Linked DNA regions of Mus musculus: region 2 is linked to region 1. A link is a contact called in public Hi-C data. All regions are on one chromosome and are shown on one strand. Each heading gives the region's core, a stretch centred on a gene start, on an enhancer-like site or on the middle of the called end of the contact. The rest is flanking DNA. Distances are from core to core; before and after follow the strand shown.

Evidence for each region. A called contact is a pair of places that touch in the nucleus more often than the background predicts.
Region 2: a Hi-C map of cerebral cortex shows a contact between it and region 1, with 5 times the contacts expected there. The contact joins two enhancer-like sites. A contact is called at or near these places in 6 of 39 promoter capture datasets (the 3T3-L1 cell line, embryonic stem cells, liver and 2 more), 1 of 15 datasets of contacts at CTCF or cohesin (the NIH/3T3 cell line), 3 of 484 Hi-C or Micro-C datasets (cerebral cortex, cortical neurons and embryonic stem cells), 12 of 115 datasets of contacts at active chromatin or transcription factors (craniofacial prominence, embryonic basal ganglia, embryonic forebrain and 5 more) and 2 of 9 other capture datasets (adipose tissue and embryonic stem cells).

What each region holds. Positions count from the first base shown.
Region 1 is chr16:34,182,098-34,187,180 of GRCm38.p6, reverse strand. It overlaps Kalrn (kalirin, RhoGEF kinase), which reads left to right. Exons shown (of 60, transcript NM_177357.3): 28 at 4,431-4,523. Among named protein-coding and RNA genes, the nearest start is that of Gm41448, 65 kb to the right of the region's middle. Within about 2 kb of position 2,245, at least 2 of the 459 cell types and tissues checked have an H3K27ac peak or open chromatin away from gene starts, as enhancers often do. A contact at or near this core is called in cerebral cortex, where this site is marked.
Region 2 is chr16:34,564,908-34,570,420 of GRCm38.p6, reverse strand. It overlaps a transcript of Kalrn not described here. Among named protein-coding and RNA genes, the nearest start is that of Kalrn, 54 kb to the right of the region's middle. Within about 2 kb of position 1,365, at least 4 of the 459 cell types and tissues checked have an H3K27ac peak or open chromatin away from gene starts, as enhancers often do. A contact at or near this core is called in cerebral cortex, where this site is marked.

The DNA of each region.
Region 1 (5,083 bases), core at 996-3,495:
ACTTTTAGTCTATGTTTCAATACCAAACCTAGCTAGACGTAAACCTTGGGCTTACAGGTGTAATGATGTTGCCGGGGAGTTTTATTTTCTCAATCATAGCAGTCCAAAGGTGGTGTGGTCCCTGAGCCAGGCCTGAGCTTCTTTCTGAAGTGCAAATTCCCCACTCCAGATTGACTGACAGACTCTTTTCTGGACACAGCCTGGCAGCCTGAGTTGTAAGGAGTCCACTGGTGTCTTTGATACCCAGCCCAATCTGCCATCCACTTCATTGATGATGTTCATTTGCACTGTGGCTTCACACTGGAATTTACCAGCCATCTTTGATAAATCCTGAGTCCTGGGTCCTCTGAGATGCGATGAGTTGGCCCAATGCTATGATATGTGGCTAGTACTGAGGGGGGCAGATGTTGTACAGCCAGAGCTGAGCACCGTTGTCGTGAACATCAAGAGATGGGAAGGCTGGGATCCTCTGCTGTCTCAGGACCTTGGGTGCTGAATGAGAACAGTCATGGGTGGGAGGTCAATGGGACAGATCCATTTAGTGTTGGTATGGCCTATTGGTCAGAAAGCAAACAGATCAAAAGGCACTGAAGGGCACAAGGGATGTGTGAGACAGAAAGTTAAAAATAAGGAAAAATGAAAGTCAGAGAGCAACAGACTAACACTGATGGCCTCTGCTAGTCCTGTCAGAAGTGGCAGAAGCCCCTTTAGCAATGTGTGACAGCCTCGCTGAATTCATTGCTCCTGGGGCATCGTCTATTGCATGTAAGGCAGCAGGCTAAGCCCCTAGGAGAAAACAAAGGCGTTGAAACCGGGGTCTTGCACTCCACATTACAAAATAAACCTCCGGAGCATCATTCTAGGCAGACACCACCAGAGCAGACTGATTCCATGGGGATCTTGTTGCTCAATGAAGGGGTAGTTTGAGTGGGAGAAGCTAGGTAAGAAGCAAACATATATGGCTTTTTAAAATAGAATTCATTTGTAAACGGCCTCAGGTGTCTGAAATTGGAATTGCTGGGGTAAAATAAAAGTCTAAGAAAGGAACTTCTCTCAGCTGATACCAGGATTTGCTGGATATTATGTTGGATTCTCTGTACTAATGCTTCCCTTGATTGACGGTGCATTTCCTTAAGATGTCTCTGGTTGGTTAGTCATCAGAGTTACCCAGAAGGGTCTTTTTGAAGTTGTAAATGGATTGCGCCCTTCCTTCTTTCACTCAGCATCTTAATAACACAATTTCTGTGCCCTCAACATGCTTTCGATGCCTCTGTGTTTATGCTTGTCCAGCATTTCCTTTGCCTAAGATTGTCCACACAGAGACACCTATCCACACATAAACACCTGAATATATATATACATACATGTCATTCCTGTTCTTCACAAAGTCAAACGCTGCCTCCTGCACAAACCCCACACCGTGGGCATGCCCTGAGCTTTGTGTCTCTGTCATAGAATGTGTGGCAATTCACCAATAAACATACCTTCCTGCACACACATGTTCCATCCAAGAACCTTGAAACCTGGTAATGTACTCTTGATTCCTGTTTGTACAGGTCTCCGTGCCTAGTACTGTATTATATTTCCAATAGTCCTATGTTCTCTGTGTCCCTCTTTCTTTCTTTCTTTCTTTCTTTCTTTCTTTCTTTCTTTCTTTCTTTCTTTCTCTCTCTCTCTCTCTCTCTCTCTCTCTCTCTCTCTCTCTCTTTTGTTTCTTTTTTGGGGGGGGGTTGTTTGTTTGTTTTTGGATTTTGGTTTTTCGAGGCAGGGTTTTTCTGTGTAGCCCTGGCTGTCCTGGAACTCACTCTTTAGATCAGGTTGGCCTCGAACTCAGAAATCCACCTGCCTCTGCCTCCCAAGTGCTGGGATTAAAGGCATGCACCATCACTGCCAGGCCCCCTATTTCTAATCAGTTTCTGGTAAAGGAGATGGAGGAATAATAGATCATCCTAACTTAACCTATCACCTTCATGAGCTCCGAGTCTTAAAAGCAAATAGCTCATATTCCACTCACCCGCAGCCATGACACTGAGATTGTAGTGAGTATCTTCTGAGTGCTGAGCTGGAATATCCAGGATAAGCCAAGAAATGTGCCAGTTTTTAGACCTTCCTGGTGAGTTCAGTCCTACACAGGTGACACAAGCCTTGTCACCTGGCAGTTGTCAGCTTGTCAGTCTAGAGCAGTTGCCCCAGATGATCTGTTAGCATCACCCAGGAAGCATTCCCAAGCCATGCAGACTCTGATTCAAACCCCAGAGGGCAGTGTACAGCCAGGTGTGCCCACAGCCACGCAAAGTCTGTCGCTCTCTCCAGCAGTGCAGCTCTTGTAGGGAAGCTTGGGAAAGGGATGTGCTGTGTCCACTTGGTCACTTCAAGGCGTTGGCATCTTACAGTCAAGATAGCAGATTGACCCAGCATTTCCTAAATGTGTTAAATGGTTATGGAATATGTCACCTGCAAGAAACAGGACACTATGTGTTTTCCTTTCTAATGCTGAACTGTGCTATTCAGTGTTCTTGATCCACCGGTCAGTTTGGGATACTCTAAAAATCTACCCTTCCTAGGAGAAACATAACTATCACCAATGTCTTCTGCTGGAAGTCTCTCAATTTTTAAATATCTTTTTTATTTTACTACTCTCTCAATTACCATACGTTGGATATAAAATACTATACTACAGCTTAAGAGTAAAGTCATCTGTGATCCTAGAATGGACCTCTGATCTTCACATACACATATGTGCATGTACACACAAGTGAACATGTACATACACACATATACTCCCCAGAAAAAATAATTATACGCATTTTAGTTATTAACAGACCCCTCCCCCCACCCCACAAAAGCACTAGTAATCACTAGCCCATTTTCCATATCTATAGCTTCATATAAATGGGATATATATATATATATATATCTTTTTGCCACAGGCTCCATTGATCAGCTGATAGGTATTTGGGTCATCCCTGCACAGACATGACTTTTCATTTTTCTTGGTTTCATCTTGGGGATGGCATTGCTCAATCATATGATGCCTTTTTATCTCTGTGCCCGGGCTCTTGTTAGAACCTCCTAGTTTGTCTGTTTCCAGTCTCTTTCTGCTCTGCTGCGGTCAGGCACTGTTAGCTCCTCTGAAGTGGTCAGTGCGTATCTGCTCTCTTTCAGATCTACACTATTCTGCACTGAAAACCTTGCCTTCAAACCCCTTTTGTTTCCCCCAACCCTGCTCCATCAGTAGCCGACCCAGCTCTGCTTCTCCGCTCCTGCTTTGGTTCCTTTCCGACTCCTGAACCTACTTTCTTTTACTCCCTTCCTCTGTGCTGAGGCATAGTCCTCATCTCCTAACAGTGATAATTGTGTTGGTCCAGGCTTTATCTCGCTAACCTCCCTTCCCAATGCTATCTTTTTATTGGCTGTGACAGACTCTGTGTCCTTTGCAGTTCTCTAGCCTCTATGTGTTACACAGTCTCAGCTCTTGGGTACAGGACTAATCTATGCCCTTTCCTGTCCTCTCTACACCAAGACTCGGAAGGTGCTCAGTTTGAGGTTGGGCACAAGGGTGATTAATAGGTGAGACCAGAGGCACCAACATCACCTAAAAGCCATCCTGTTGACTGGGGTGTGATCTGTGGGGATGCTCACCATGTATAACAGTGGGGGTATTGCTAAGAATGACTCTGGTTTCCAACTCAGAAGCCCTGAGGGACTCGAGAGGTGACTGTAGTGAGAAATGTGGAAGAGACAGAATAGTGATCTAGGCTGGGTTGTGCCAAATCCCAGCTGGGCGTGCTAGGAAGAGCCTTGTTTATGGGAGGGTGATGACAGACAAGACTCCTTCTGAGTCTCCCCGCTCTCCCTGGCCCCTGTACTGCCTGTTTCCCAACCTCTTGACTTAGTTCCTACTCTCCCACCTCTCTCCCCTCTCACCCTGCTCCTTCTCACCTCTGCTCCCCATCAGTCTGTTACTGACTCTCTCGCCTTTATCCTGTGATCTCCCCAGTGCTGTCCAGTTTCTTCATCTGTCTCATGAACCCACTTCTTTCCTAAAACCTTCTCCCTTTTTGCGGCCAGTTCTCAACTTCTCTCAGAGTCTGCATGTCTGTCTCTCTTGGTCTCTCTCGTTTCTCCTCCTCCTCCTCCTCCTCCTCCTCCTCCTCCTCCTTCTTCTTCTCTCTCCCCCTCCCCCTCTCTCTTTCTGTCTCCCCCCACCCCTCTCCTTCCCCCCCTCTTCTGCCCCTCTTCTCCCCCTGCCTCTCTCTTTCCACCTCCTACTAAAGAACATTTTCTTATGAATGTCTACCTTTGTCTATTTTTTCTTTCTCCTTATCTTCTCTTCCTCCTTTTAGAGCACATGTGCACACACACACACACACACACACACACACACACACCCTGTTCTCTGTCTCATTATGTCTGTTTTCATCCTGTAGGAGATCCAGCAGCGGCATGGCCTGGCCAACTCCATCTCCTCCTACCTAATTAAGCCTGTCCAGAGGGTTACCAAGTACCAGCTGCTCCTGAAGGTACCTCCCCTCCCACCCAACCCTCTCTCCTGACCAGAGGACTTCTAACAGTGGGCAACCCTCATCTGAACCCTTTTCTCTACAGCAGAGCCTCAGATGAGCCCACCCCACCATTGCTGGCCCAAGATCATGTGTCCTATCCCACAGAATTCTACATGTTTGTTCAGGGACAGAGATAAAAAGAAAAGGATGTGGGAATAAGTTGTCACTATTGTTCACCTCCAGCTACCATTGCAAACTCTTAGAGATTATCACCTCGGGCACTGGGCAGCTCTGTCCATCCCTCCTGAGCAAATCCCTCCTCCTATGGGCTTCTCACTTGCTGGGTCCAGGATGGAGGTCTTGAGGATACCGTGATCTATACACCCATTGGTATCTTCCATCTCCTTGACTACTGTAGCTGTGAAAATCACAGGGTTATTGACAGAAAATAGCCACACACCAAAAAAATGTATTAAACTCAATGACATCTTGAATTGTAGAGACCTGTGAGTACTTCTGAAGTTAACCAAGACAGTGGATTTTCAAACTCTAGTTTTGAAAGAGTTCAGTAATCAGAT
Region 2 (5,513 bases), core at 116-2,615, 380 kb before region 1:
TTCTATTTCAAGCCTGACAAACTATGTTACAGAGTTTTTCTTTTTTCTTTTTTTATTTTGTTACAGACTTTAAATTTTAATGAAATCTTAACCTTTTACTGGGAATGGTTGCAAGGCTGAAAAAGAGGTAGGTTATTGCAGGACTGGGACAGAAATGATTGAACAACAAGGACTTTCTAACACCTACTGGCAATCTTGTGCTGTCCAGGGTGCTGTGGAACACACAGAAGAAATGGTCACAGTAGTTTCTGTCCTCAAGAACTTACAGATGGCTAATTAACTGATGGCTAAAGGTTAACTTCGAGTTAAGAGCTGTCAGAACCAGAGAAGGCAGTGCCTAGGCTGGTCTTTGAAGTGGGCGGGGCAGGGAGATTGGGCAAAGATTAAAAGGATGGGTTTTTGAGGAAAATGGGCTGACTGAGGGGGAAGGGGTAACTTAGTAAGGGTGAGGGACAGGGTTGGCTAAGAATAAATAATAGGAACAAATAAGAGAGTCCTGAAACCTTCTGAAGAGGAGTTTGGACATGATTCAAGGGAAAACGGGAGTCATTGCTGGTGTTTGAGCAAAGACATCATAAGTAGTGTTTGGAAAGATTAGTCCAGTGGAGATATTATTAATGGCGTGGAAAAAAAAACCAATAAAGGTAAGATCAAGGGAGATGCTGAGGTCATCCAAGAATGAGGTGGAGGCTGGGGGGCTTGCCCTGTATAGATGGCAGAAAGGATGGAGGGTCAGGGCTAACTCTGAGAGACATCGTGACAGGTAGAAATGCTGGGTTTTCCTGACATAAGTGATGTGGTGAGAAATAGCTGGGTTGAGAGCTCAAGGATGGGCTATCCCTGATGACTGATGTTCTCAGCTCAGAGCATGTTTGCATTTGAAGAATTGGATGTGGACATCTAAGTCATTTTGGAGCCAGACATGTGGATTCAAGCACGGATGGCTAGGAGTGGTCCTGATGATTTGGAAGCATGGTGTAGTTGATGCTTCCAGAAGGAGAGAGTTGGGGGAAGAAGGGCTAGGAGGTCTTATTTTGGGGATGGCAGAAAGGATTCTGGATCCTGGAGACCACAGGAAGGCTGTGTGAGCTCTGATGTGATGATGGGGCAGACAGGCTGAGCAGGAGGAATAGAAAAACCAAACCCTTGGAGCTGATTCTGGGAGCACAGGATCAGAAGGGGCACTCAGGGTCAGCAACTGGGATGGCAAACAGGACATAGGCACTTGTAGTTTATCAGCAAGAGACAGGGTGGAGCACTGCTGTCAGAAAAGGAGCTTTGAGGTTTTGTCCTAGGTAGTTTGGGGGTGAGAGAGAGAGAGCACGAGCGTGAGCTAGCTGTGGAGACAGAAGTGGCTGCGTGGGATCCCAGAGACGAGACAGAAGAGTAGGCTCCATAACACAACTCATAGCTTAGCTCTGGTGAGCAAAAGAGAGAAACTCCTTCTTAGGAAAAAGGCAAAGGAAAAAGGAGTTGCTGGGAGCTCTGTCCAACTCTCTGTTGAGCTTTGATTCCGCATCCAGACGGTTTCAATGGGAAAGATGCTGTTAGCTGGGCTTTGGCCAAGCTCAGCTCAGTTCAGCTGAGCTTTCTCTGTGTATTTCCAGCCCCACAAACCACAGCATCCTCTTCACTGTCTCCATTCTCTACATGGCATGTTCTCTTTCCCAGTCGCGATGTTTAAGGCCTTGGCATTAATTCTAGGGATCTCCCTCCTCTCTATCAAACCTTGCTGCACAGTTCTGCATAGTGAACCTGTTGCTTATCCTCAGGGTGACTGCCCGAGGGCAGAACCCACCCGCCTTGGACTCCTTTTACAGCCCCCTTTCTCATCCCAAAGTCTGTCTCACCTCTGCCGTGTACCTGAGGCTCATAACACTCCCTAACACACTTTTTCACTTGTGACTGCCTGGTTTATGAACCTGCAGTAACTCCCTGGTGTCTATGTGTCAAGTCCATGCTTAGCTACTCAGTTGTAGTCAGTGTCCCTCCCCATTGTCTGAGGCATTTTTATTATTACTGATTCATTCCTATCCTACTCCATAGCCTCCAAATCCGACACGTTCTTCAAGATTAGTGTTCTGTCTTTTTTGAAAGCGTTTACAGTTTATGACTACCTCTGTAAAACCTCAGTGTCTATATTCTCACTGAGTTAGTGGCACCGTATTATTGTTTAGCCTTTTCCAGTGTATAGGACCTATTTCCCCATTAAAATTATGTATGTATATATATATTTGGAGTTAAGTACAAAGCCTTTAAAATATCTTACTCTTCATCAAAACTTCTATCTCCCTTAGAGATATAAGAGACATGGCCAAATGTAAGCCGTTGTTGAATCTAGGTTATGGTATGTCTTACTCACTGTGTTGTTCCTCAAACTTAGGTAATAACTCCATCCTGCTTGTATAGGAAGACAAATCATTGTCAGTCCAGATCATAGAAAAGGAAGACTTTGAAATAACCACACACTTTGTGTGTGATTCTTTGAGTAAATATCAGTAGGTATTTGGGAAGAGAGGAATCCTCTTGCCTCTTTTTGCAGAAAAGGAAAACATCTCTGTCTTCCTTAGGGTTTCATTGCTGTGAAGAGACACCATGACCAAGGCAACTCTTATAAAGGACAACATTTAGTTGGGGGGTTGCTTACAGGTTCAGAGGTTCGGTCCATGATATCAAGGGGGGAGCAGGGCAGCATCCAGGCAGACATGGTGCTGGGGGAACTGAGAGTTCTACATCCTGTTCCAAAGGCAAACAGTAGAAGACTGGCTTCAGGTAGCCAGAAGGAGGGTCTTAAAGCCCCACCCCCACCCCAACAATGACACACTTTCTCCAAAAAGGCCACACTTCTTAATAGTGCCCCTGCTTGGCCAAGCATATTCAAAACACCACAATCTCCTTTGATATACTCTTGAAGCATCACAAGGTAAACCCTATGCCCAGCATCTTAGTTAGGGGTTCTACTCCAGTGGTAAAACACCATGAGCAGGAGCAGCTTGGGGAAGAAAGGGCTTATTTCAGCTTACAGTCCTGATCACAGTCCATTACTAAGGGAATGTCAGGATGAGAATGTAGGGCAGGAACTTGGCAGAACTCACGCTGAGGCCATGGAGGGATGCTGTTTACTGACTTGCTCCCCCTGGCTTGCTCAGCTCATTTGCTTGTACACTCCAGGGACCACCTTCTCAGAAGTGGCACTGTCCACAATGGGCTGGGTTCTCTCATCTCAGTTGTCAGCCAAGAAAATTCCCAGACAGCTTTGCCTACAGTCCAGTCCTTTGGAGTCCTTTTTCTCAATTCAGATGTCTTCTTCCCAGATGACCTGACCTTGTATCAGATTGACATAAGCCTATCCAGCATACTCAGCTCAATGCTTATTGTATTTTTCAAATTCTCTTCTGTCTCCTTCAGTCATCAACTGGACATTTAGTCATTTGCTTGCTCAGGGACATCTGGAGGAGTGTGGAGAGGGAGAATGGTGTATTGTAGGTAGGTGATTTCTGTGCTAATCTATTTCAGAATATATTGCTAGCATTCGGTGCTATCTGTAAGGTTGTGGAGGCTGGACTTCGTCCTTGTATCATGGGCTGCCAATACAACAGTTATTGGCAGTTCTGTCCAACTATATTTGAATGTCCTTCAAGGCAAGAGAGGGGTATTGGGATGAGCTAGAGCTACAGAAAGAAGTGAGGTAACAAGTATGAAAACTTGCTGCTTGTGAACCTCAGACCCAGAGTGAGTGAACTAGGGGATCTACTTTCTAGAGTTCTCCTGGTTGCATTTGGCCTTGTCTCTGGAGGTAGGCAGCCTAGGATAGCACAGTGGTTCTCAGCCAGGAGCAATCAATACTGCTTCACACTCCAGGGAGCATCTGGCAATGTCTGGAGACCTTTTTTTTTTTTTTTTTTTTTTTTGATTGTCATAACTCATGAAACAGTTTGCTGTAGGCTTCTAGTTTGTAGTCAGATCTTACATTCTGCTAGATATCCTACAGCGCACGGACAGCAAAGAACCACCCAAACAAAACCTGTCTTCAGTAGTACTGATGGGGGCAGATAACCCTAGATTAGCCAGGATGCTTTTGCCTTTGATCAGATAAACGAAGCACTGACTGGGGGTTTGCTCTTGGGTAAATCACTTACTGTCACTCACCTTCAGGAGTTTTGCAAACTAGGGCTAATCATGCTTGTTCTACAGATGGAGGAGCTTAAGTAGAAGAATTGTATAAAGCGTCTGGTGATGTCTGGGGACAGTGGCCACTCAGGAGACCCTCGTAACTAGGGCCTAGTTGTTAGTGTGGCCTTGTGCCTGCTGTTGCAGTTATGCAGTGGGCACCTCGGGATGGCTGCTGGGCAGAGTTTCACGTGCACGAGGAGAGTACCCGAGCAGCAGCTGAGGGGAGCAAGGAGCCTGGCCTGCCTGTGGGTTCAGAAGACTGACTTTGGGTCTCTTTCCTTCAGTCACTTGTTTAACAAATACATATTGAATGTCTACTGCAGCCACACTCCGTGGAAGTATATAAAACCATCAAAGGAAGGACCATGGAGCAGGAGGGAAATGGATATAAATATAAATATACTCCCGCTGGGAGCACTTGGACTTAATGGGCTGAAAGGGGAGAGAAAGTCTGCGAAGGAAGGTCATGCAAGGGAGCAGGAAGGTGATCCTCCTTTTTGCTCCCTGCTTATCTGAATGACTTTCCCGTGTGACTTGGACATCTACATAGGATGGGGATAATAATCTCTTCAACCACTGTTCCCTTATAGGGTTGTTGAGTGATTCAAATAAGACACAGTGAAAGGGCTTTATACGTTGTGCAATGGATACCCAAATATCTGCAGATAGTTACTCCAAATGGAGCATTCTGTTTCTCTAAGTGCCTCTCTAACAAGCGGTACCTTATTTCATCTGACCTCCACAGGACCGTTCAGTCTGTGAGGAGAGGTGATCCTAATCTTTCTTTCCCAAGGGGATGGGGTGGGCCATCCTATTACAACAGGTCAGGGCACTCCTGTTTTTAACTGTTACACAAAGGAGTACATATGCTAGCCCCCCTGCAGCCCCTTCCCATGGCCTAGCCACATAGCCCCACACCACTGGGAGATGCTGGTGAGAATAGACTGGCTCGTTTCTGCGGAGCCTCAGGTGGGTGGAGAGAATCAGTCCCTTCCAGTCCCTTCTCTGTGTATCGTTGAGACTCTTCCTACCACTCCTTTGTGTGAATGACTGACAGGAAAATAAGTAGGAAGTGACTGACAGCCATAGAGTTGTTGGATCAATAGAGCTGCTTGAAATCGTGTCTGCTGAGGAGCGAAGGAACAGAAAGAACCTGTTGGGAGGACAGAGACTTTCATTTAGGAAAGCAAAGAAGAGACTTGGAGAATTAGCGTTGTCTCCTCCCTGCCCACCCCCACAGTGTTTTTAGAAGTGAGTCAGGTACTTGTTAGGGAACATGGATGCAGGAGTAAACAAGCTAAGGAGTACACAGTGATGGGTGATCTGTGTACTTACAGGTG